Regions from separate parts of the Hordeum vulgare genome. Here region 1 is linked to region 2. A link is a contact called in public Hi-C data. All regions are on one chromosome and are shown on one strand. The core of a region is the stretch at or near the end of the contact, and the rest is flanking DNA. Distances in the headings are between cores, read along the strand shown.

What was found. A called contact is a pair of places that touch in the nucleus more often than the background predicts.
Region 1: a Hi-C map of seedling shows a contact between it and region 2, with 3 times the contacts expected there. The contact joins two enhancer-like sites. A contact is called at or near these places in 2 of 6 Hi-C or Micro-C datasets (leaf and seedling).

The regions. Positions count from the first base shown.
Region 1 is chr2H:41,977,519-41,981,521 of MorexV3_pseudomolecules_assembly, reverse strand. No RefSeq gene overlaps it. Among protein-coding and RNA genes, the nearest start is that of LOC123425289, 19 kb to the left of the region's middle. Within about 2 kb of position 1,706, at least 2 of the 3 cell types and tissues checked have open chromatin away from gene starts, as enhancers often do. A contact at or near this core is called in seedling, where this site is marked.
Region 2 is chr2H:41,705,405-41,709,118 of MorexV3_pseudomolecules_assembly, reverse strand. No RefSeq gene overlaps it. Among protein-coding and RNA genes, the nearest start is that of LOC123425285, 73 kb to the left of the region's middle. Within about 2 kb of position 1,493, at least 2 of the 3 cell types and tissues checked have open chromatin away from gene starts, as enhancers often do. A contact at or near this core is called in seedling, where this site is marked.

The DNA.
Region 1 (4,003 bases), core at 457-2,956, 270 kb before region 2:
AAAAACATTTTTCCATATCAATGAACACTTTTCAAAATTTTATGGATTTTTTATTAAAATTCCATGAAATATTTTGAATATCGATTATCATTTTGCAAATTTTGATGTTTTTTTTGAAATTTGATGAACTTTATTATTAAGTGGATGAAATTTTTTAAAAAATGATGAACTTTTTAAAGATTTGTGAACTCTATTTTCAGTTCAATAAACTTATAAAAACTTTTTTAAAATTCATGAACTAGTTTTCAAAATCCGTAAAATTTTTAATTTTTTTGACTTTCTTTAGATGACAGTGAATTTTTTTAAATTTGTGAAATTTTCTTTAAAAATTTGTGAACAATTTTTCGCTTTTGGTAACTTTTTTGTGTTCACTTTTTTTTGGGTTATTCTATAAAAAGTTCCATCCTGAAACTGGGCCGGCCCATTTTGCAGGGCTTGTGGGCGCTGGTTCTTCTGCACGGGCTTCCAATAGGCGACCTGAAGCAGTGAGTTAGCTAACTCTGAATTCTGCACAGTAGAGCACTGCAGTTAATGTTGTCCGAGGACACACATTGCATGCAGTCTGAGTCCTGTACCAGTACCACATCAGATTCACACTATGAAGCAAATCGCAATCTTCTTGCAGGAGGGGCGGTGAATTTTTTCCATGCCGGCGCCATGGACAGGATCGACCGTGCATGTCTTTACCCTATCTCTAATTCTCTATTAGCTATACTAATTTCTGAGGCAGCAGCAGTTCACCGAGAACTCCTACGTGATTAGATCTACCTATCACGGATGGGGTGTCGATCAAGGATTGGGTGCGCGGCCTTTACCAGATTCCTCGGCGGGCAGACCATTTGGTACGTGATCGTCGATTCCAACCGCGTGTCAAATCCAGCAGAGAAGCCAGTGGAGAGTTGCACGGATGAGTACCATCCTTGTCGCCTCACTAGCAACATCGATCGGTCTCGCCGCTGCCAAACCTGCCTGAGCTGGCAAAAGCTGCTCGCTTGCCCGCGCGGCCTCTGGACTCGAGCGAATTGTCTCTGAATGAAGAGGACGCTGCCAGGCAGAATCGCATGCAGGCCAGACCCCTCTCGTGATCCATATAGGCCGGGTGCTTGCATGCCACAACCTGCAGCGCAGTGTACATCAGTGACGTTCACAGGCAACACGCTGAGCACAGTGCTATGCTGCTACTACTAGTCTACACTGTCGTCTGGTGCACTGCTTGACACCGGGATTCAGAAGAAACCAAGAAGCAGAAAACGTCTCTAGACTTCTTCACAGCTCAGATTAGACTCTCTCTCGTGCACTCCTCGTGATAATCAAGGGTCATATATGAGATCAGCAGATGCATACATACCATCTCATGGATGATGCATAGCAGCCAGGCCAGGAGCATTGTGAGCTGAGCTGGCTCGCCCCCATCACATGGATCATGGATGGACGTAATATTCCCTGCGTCGCTCTCGTCCTTCGAGACATCCGCATGCGGTAGCGGCAGCGGCATCGTTTTGTTTGTTCGATCGTTCGGTCGGTTCGCCTCCACTCCAAGAGATATTCCTGTCTTGCTCCAACTGATGAGTGATCACGAGAGCATAGTAGGCGCATCAGGTTCGCGTGCCCTCCAGAACGCAATGGCGCCGCCCTTGTTCTCTTCCTCGCTGACAAGCTCGTGCCGCGTCCGCGTCGTCGTGGGGTTAGGGTAGACGACAGGTGTGCGGTGTGATGTGTGAAGATGGAGCCAGGGCAGCGTGAGTGTCCAGTGGCTCTCCAATCCGTTCCCATGTCTTCTCGTTGGCTACCCTCCATGATTGTTGGAGCCATCCTTGTTTTGTTGGTACCTAGAGGTGATCATGCGTGCATTGGATTCCTTCATCTCTTTCCTGCCCGCTGCCATTAGCATATGGGACTTGGCTGCATAGCGAATTAGCAGCTGTAGAGGCAAAGTTTCTGCTAGTCCACTACTACAGTGTGGCAGGCTCGCAGGTCGCAGCTAGTTAGAGAGTACTCGATCAACAGTCAAGCAGCTCCAAGCCATGCATATATTTGATGAGGAGCTCAACTGTTTGCTGACGTTAACATGGCTCGATCAGGATTCATCAGGAGTAGTATTGGATCCGACCGAGAAGTACGGCAAGAGAATCCACGGTCGGTCACATGTTTGTGCGCCGTTCTTTCTTAGGTATGATCTTAAGAGAAGATGAACTAATATATATCAACATAATAATATCAATAAACATAAACAACATAATCATTCATATTTAAAATACTAGCAAAAGGGCCCGTGCGTTGCAACGGGAGAAAAAAATACCACACGTTTTTAATATTTTTATAATCATTTTGATTTATTAAAATAATAAGCTAACTAACTAATGTAGTCAGTCCTATCTTATTTTATTTAGAAATCAACCCGTTCATTGTTAATTCCACCATGATGAGAAATTGAGCGGGACAAGCAAAGCAAAACAAAGAGGCTACGTGAATTGATCAATGGACTGTTATCTTATTTCACTCATGGGGTAGAGAATGTGGGATCAGATGACAAACTGAAGGTGGTGTTCCATTCTCTCTCTCTACAACAATGCAATCTTTCATTCAATACATTCATTCATCAGCAAACAAATTCCCACAAAACAAAATTTCTTGCCGGTGCTTGGCACACGGTTGGAGGCATGGGGAGGGGATCTCACCAGATGATGAGTTCCTGCCGGAGGAGGGGATACGATGAGGGGAGCAAGGGTTAGACGCCTCTATCTGGCCATAAGGAGTCGTCGTTGCCGCACCATAACCTCAGAGTTTCCCGTGTGAACCATGGAGGCCCGCCTCCACCTGCAAGTACTTCGCTTCGCCGCACCTTATCCGCGCGCCGCCGCCGTTCTGCATCGAGCAGACACATCATCCCAAGTCGTTGTAGCTGTCACGTTGATTTGATCCAGAAGCTGTGCTCGAGCGCCGAAACGGGGGCAGCAAGTGGGCAGAGGTACGACCGCGGAGGCGGGTGGGTTGAGATCGACAACAGTGGTGGTTGAGGTCGGCCGCGGCGGCGAGTGGTGTGGCAACGGCCTGGGCACAGGCCAGGGTGGACCAGGGTCGACGCGATGCGCTCGAGCGCCGCAATGGGGGCAGTGAGCGGGGAGAGGTACAACCGCGGAGGCGGGTGGGTTGAGATCGGCAGCGGTGGCGGTTGAGGTCGGCCGCGGCGGCGAGTGATGTGGCGGCGGCCTGGGCACAGGCTAGGGTGGCCCAGGGTCGACGGGAGGAGGCGATGCGTACGGGTATAATTTTTGTAGCGATTTTTTTGCGTTGCAGATAAATGATGGAGCGCGGGTTGAATAACAAAAATTAGAGGAGCTTTTTTTTTATAAAAATGTCGTGGTGGGTTTTCCGACGGAAGCAATAGCTGCTTTATTATTAGGTATAGATATGATTCTTAAAAAATGTTATCCCTATTCATTTTATTATAATAGCAATGGCATGACTCCGTCCTTACCACATCAGTATAAATCATGAGCACCTCGGTGTTAAGTCACACAATTGAATCGTATTTCTAAGACGCTTTAATATTTTCAGCCTCACTAAATATATGAGCGTGAATCATGGATATGACATATGGATGGAATAGAATATGGTGGTAGAGATCAAATGGAGTCAAAGTGGAAAAGAATGTCTCACGTCAACTAACGGATCAACGGGCTATGGACAGGGCCGGCCTATACATATTCGGGGCCCTCGGACGAGACGACAATATGGGGCACAAATAAAAATTAAGAGTACTTGATTAGGCGAAGGAGGGAGACGTACCATCTCTGATGTGGTGATGTCTCAAACGTCTATTGATGGGGAACTTTGAGGATGTAATGAGAGGTGACTGGGGAAAAGAATAGCACCATCGGTCTTCATTAATGGATGCACGGGAGCACCACCCCGAATTTGGAAGTGCACGGGAGCGTCGATTGGAGAATTTAGGGGAGGAGCCGAGGAGGCGAGTTTTTTTTGAGGAGCCAAGGAGGCAAGG
Region 2 (3,714 bases), core at 244-2,743:
CTTACTTGAAGTATGAGTGAGGTATGTGCACACTACAATGAGCAAGTTACCCTAGGAAATAGAGGACCTCTAGTGGTGTCCCTCTCGAGTGACCAGGATGAGCCCCTACTGCCGAGAGCTCCATCCCTCTCCTAGGGATTGTTGATACTCAAAGTATAATGATGATGATGATGGCCGCTTACGATGCCCTTTGTCTCAAGGTGGTCCAATTTTTTCTTCTTGGTCGCTGCCATCATCAACCGCTTTGGCAAAGTTGTTCGATCGTCCTTGTTCACATTTGTGGGTGGTGCACAAGGTACCACCACTGACAAAGGAGGCCCTAGGCCCAATCATGTAGATGAGCACAAGTTAGAGATCCAGGTTTCATACCTAGAATGGATGAAGTATTTTGATTATGTGACTAGCTAGTACACAAACGAGTAGAGCATGAGAGAAGCGTTTGTCGATTAGGTAATATTGTGGGCATTGGTCAAGAAAAGCATCAACACTCGGGCTCAAAGGAATTCCTCAAGTGGTCTCTAGCTAGCTTTGGTCCCATCATAGAACCAAATTTATTAAACCGATTTAGGTGTGTTGAGGACTAACCGTTAGGTATCACAGCCGACTATTTCAATTTTTCAAGCCATCAACACACCTATTTTCATGAAGAGCATCTTGGCATAGCTTAAGGTAACGTGTCAGGTGCTCCGGACCGATGTAGAGAACCACTTCGATCGGCGCTTCATCGAGTTCCATGCGAGCAATGATTTGAATTCTGAAACCACACTTGCAGAAACACAACAAGGTGCTTACTTATGTTTTGTTGCGCTGCATGTGTCGTGCCCGGCCTAGCTAGTATACCTTTGTGTTTTACCACGCACGCCCGGCCAGGCGATCATAGGATTCTGTAAGAGTACGTGTGTATATGCTCACGAGTGAGGCGTTGTAGAGACTGGGCTCCAGTGAGCCCGGTATTTCAAAAAAAAAAGACTAATTGTTTTTATACAAATACATATACATGATAGTTAAGGATGTAAAAAATATCATTAGGTAATTTGACTGTTTGCGTACTACACAAAAAAAGATTAAAAAAAACTGGCCCAAATGCAACAAAAGTAAGGCCCATTTTAATCTATGTTTTTTTTTGTGTATGCTACATAAGAGCATAAATATTAGTAAAAATTTACACGTGTGTATTATCAATATGTACCTATGTGTATACTTTTTTCAGATTTTTTTAGTGTATGCAAAAAAGTATTTTGGCAAAAAAAAAAGGCTCACTGGAGCCCGGGAGCTGCCATGCTTTATTGTATCCTCACACGCAGCCGCGCGGCGTGCCATAGAAATTCAGAAACTTCACGTGACACGGCCACGTTTTCTCAGCTGCCAAAATACGTGTACGCTGCACTCACATGCGATTTGGTGCAACACGCGACCAGGCTGCATCTGCATGCGCGTGATCGATGTGTCATGTGCGTACGTGCGTCCAGAGCCAGCCAGCTTGCCCGTTTGTACGTATCCATGTCGTGCTTGCTTGCTTGCGTACGTACGTGGGTGGAGCGCAGGGGATACGTTGGGCAGTGTGTATACGAGCAAGCTAACTGCTATATATACTAGCTCACGGATGGATGGATCGTGACTGATCGACGAGCCAATGCAGGCGATAATTGGGCACGTAGCAGGCGGTCGAGGCGAGGAGAACTGGGAGCACTCACGAGCGAGGGCAAGCCGTTGGCGTTTGGCTTGGAGCCTGTGCCTCCGTGCGCTGCGTTCATGCGCGCGTCGTCGACCATGCATGGAGCTGCCTCTGCATGCTATCTAAGCTGCCCAGCGCCCCGTCCTTGGAATTTTCTGTAGACTGCGCCTGTCCTCGGGGGCACATCGGCACTTCCCATCTACTCCCTCCGTTCCTAAATACGGAGTATAAGTCTTTTAAGAGATTTCACTAGTGGTCTACATACGAAGCAAAATGAATGAATTTATATACTAAAGTATGTCTATATTACTATATACATCCGTATATAGTCCACTAATGGAATCTCTAAAAAGACTTATATTCAGGAACCGAGGGAGTACGTGCATGGCTGCCTGCATCATGCTGCACCTGTCTATGTACGGCGTAGTGTAAGGGCACCGTGTTCATTTGCTATTTTATGCTTATTACAATTATAGTCATTGTTTCTTATAAAATTTCATAAATAATTTTATTTTATTTGCGTTTTTATACCATTCTTTCTTCGGAAACTTCGGTTTTGCAGAAATTCCACTATTATATGCTTACTTTTGCACATGCAAAAAAAATATATTTTATATAAATTGTGCGCAACTTTTGTTATTATTTGTTTATTTTATAATTTTCCTAAAAGGTAATACCACTGGTACTAATTCATTTCAACTTAGAAAACTTCACTATTTTATATTTTGATTTTTTATTTCCTTTTATTTTAAATTTAAGGGCAATAATGGTTCAAATAATTCATTCATTCTCAGGAAACTTATTTATTGCCAAAATTCCTCTATTATATGCTTACTATTGTGTATTATAAAAGACCACAACATTTGTGTAAATTGTGTGAAAAAATATTCATTATTCGTCTTTATTTGATTTATTATTTTAAATAGTAATAGCAGTTTCACTAATTCATTTTTTGTTATACAACTTTGTTATTTTGAATTTTATTTTATTTTATTTCTTCTATAAGGGTGATGACCAAGACTTTTTTTAATTCCACTCCTATTTGCTTACCTTGCATATGTATTATAAAAAGAAAAAAATTATGTGGAAAATTTAACATGACTTTCTTTAAAACCTTCGTAAAGCGTAATACCAATACCACTAATTATTTATTTGTAGATTTTTATTTTCTTTTTGTTCATTTATTCTGTAAGGTGAGACCAACTCAAGTATTAGATTTGTAATCTAAAATGATATTCTTCATTATTTCTTATCCCACACTATGTTACTAAGCAGGACTGTAGACACGATAGGTTCGTATCTAACTTTCATGTTTTTGGCTCTTTTATTATCTGATACCACTCTGCCATATGGTAAGTGCATACGTGCTGTTATTATCTTCCTTGCAGTCCACGTCGAAATTCTCAAAAGAAAAAAAAACAGTTCACGTCGCTTGCACCAGTGGAAGAAAAAAGAGATTGAACCAAATTGGATTTTCATGAGACTAATTGTTAGTTGATCCCAATTTGAATACCGTGCTATTGTTAAAAAACTGAATCATGTGCTCAAGACATGGAAGCTGGAAGGCCATATACAAAGAGCTTTCCGAAAAATAAGCATAATGAAAACGGCAGGCGTGAAAACTCTGTCGGATTACATTTTAGACCCCAACTTCAATACTAGCAATTATTATGAATTTATTGAGACTTTTGATAACTGCTACTTTCTAAATATAAAACCTTTTAGAGATTGCACTATGAACTACATACGGATGTACATAGACATATTTTAGAGTATAGATTCATTCATTTTACTTCGTATGTAGTCTTTTAGTGGAATTTCTAAAAGGTCGAATATTTTGGAACGGAGGGAGTAGATTATTACTTAAAATGTTAGCGCACAGCCACCACCTAAACATAATTTAATATAGTTTTTGTTAACGCATAAGGGGTAGTAACGATTCACGTGTGTCACTAGTTAGCGAACGCTCCTTCGTGAGCCCCGAGCGAGCACTCCCATGCGCCACCACTTGGCGCATTTTCAGCAACAGCCACGTGTCG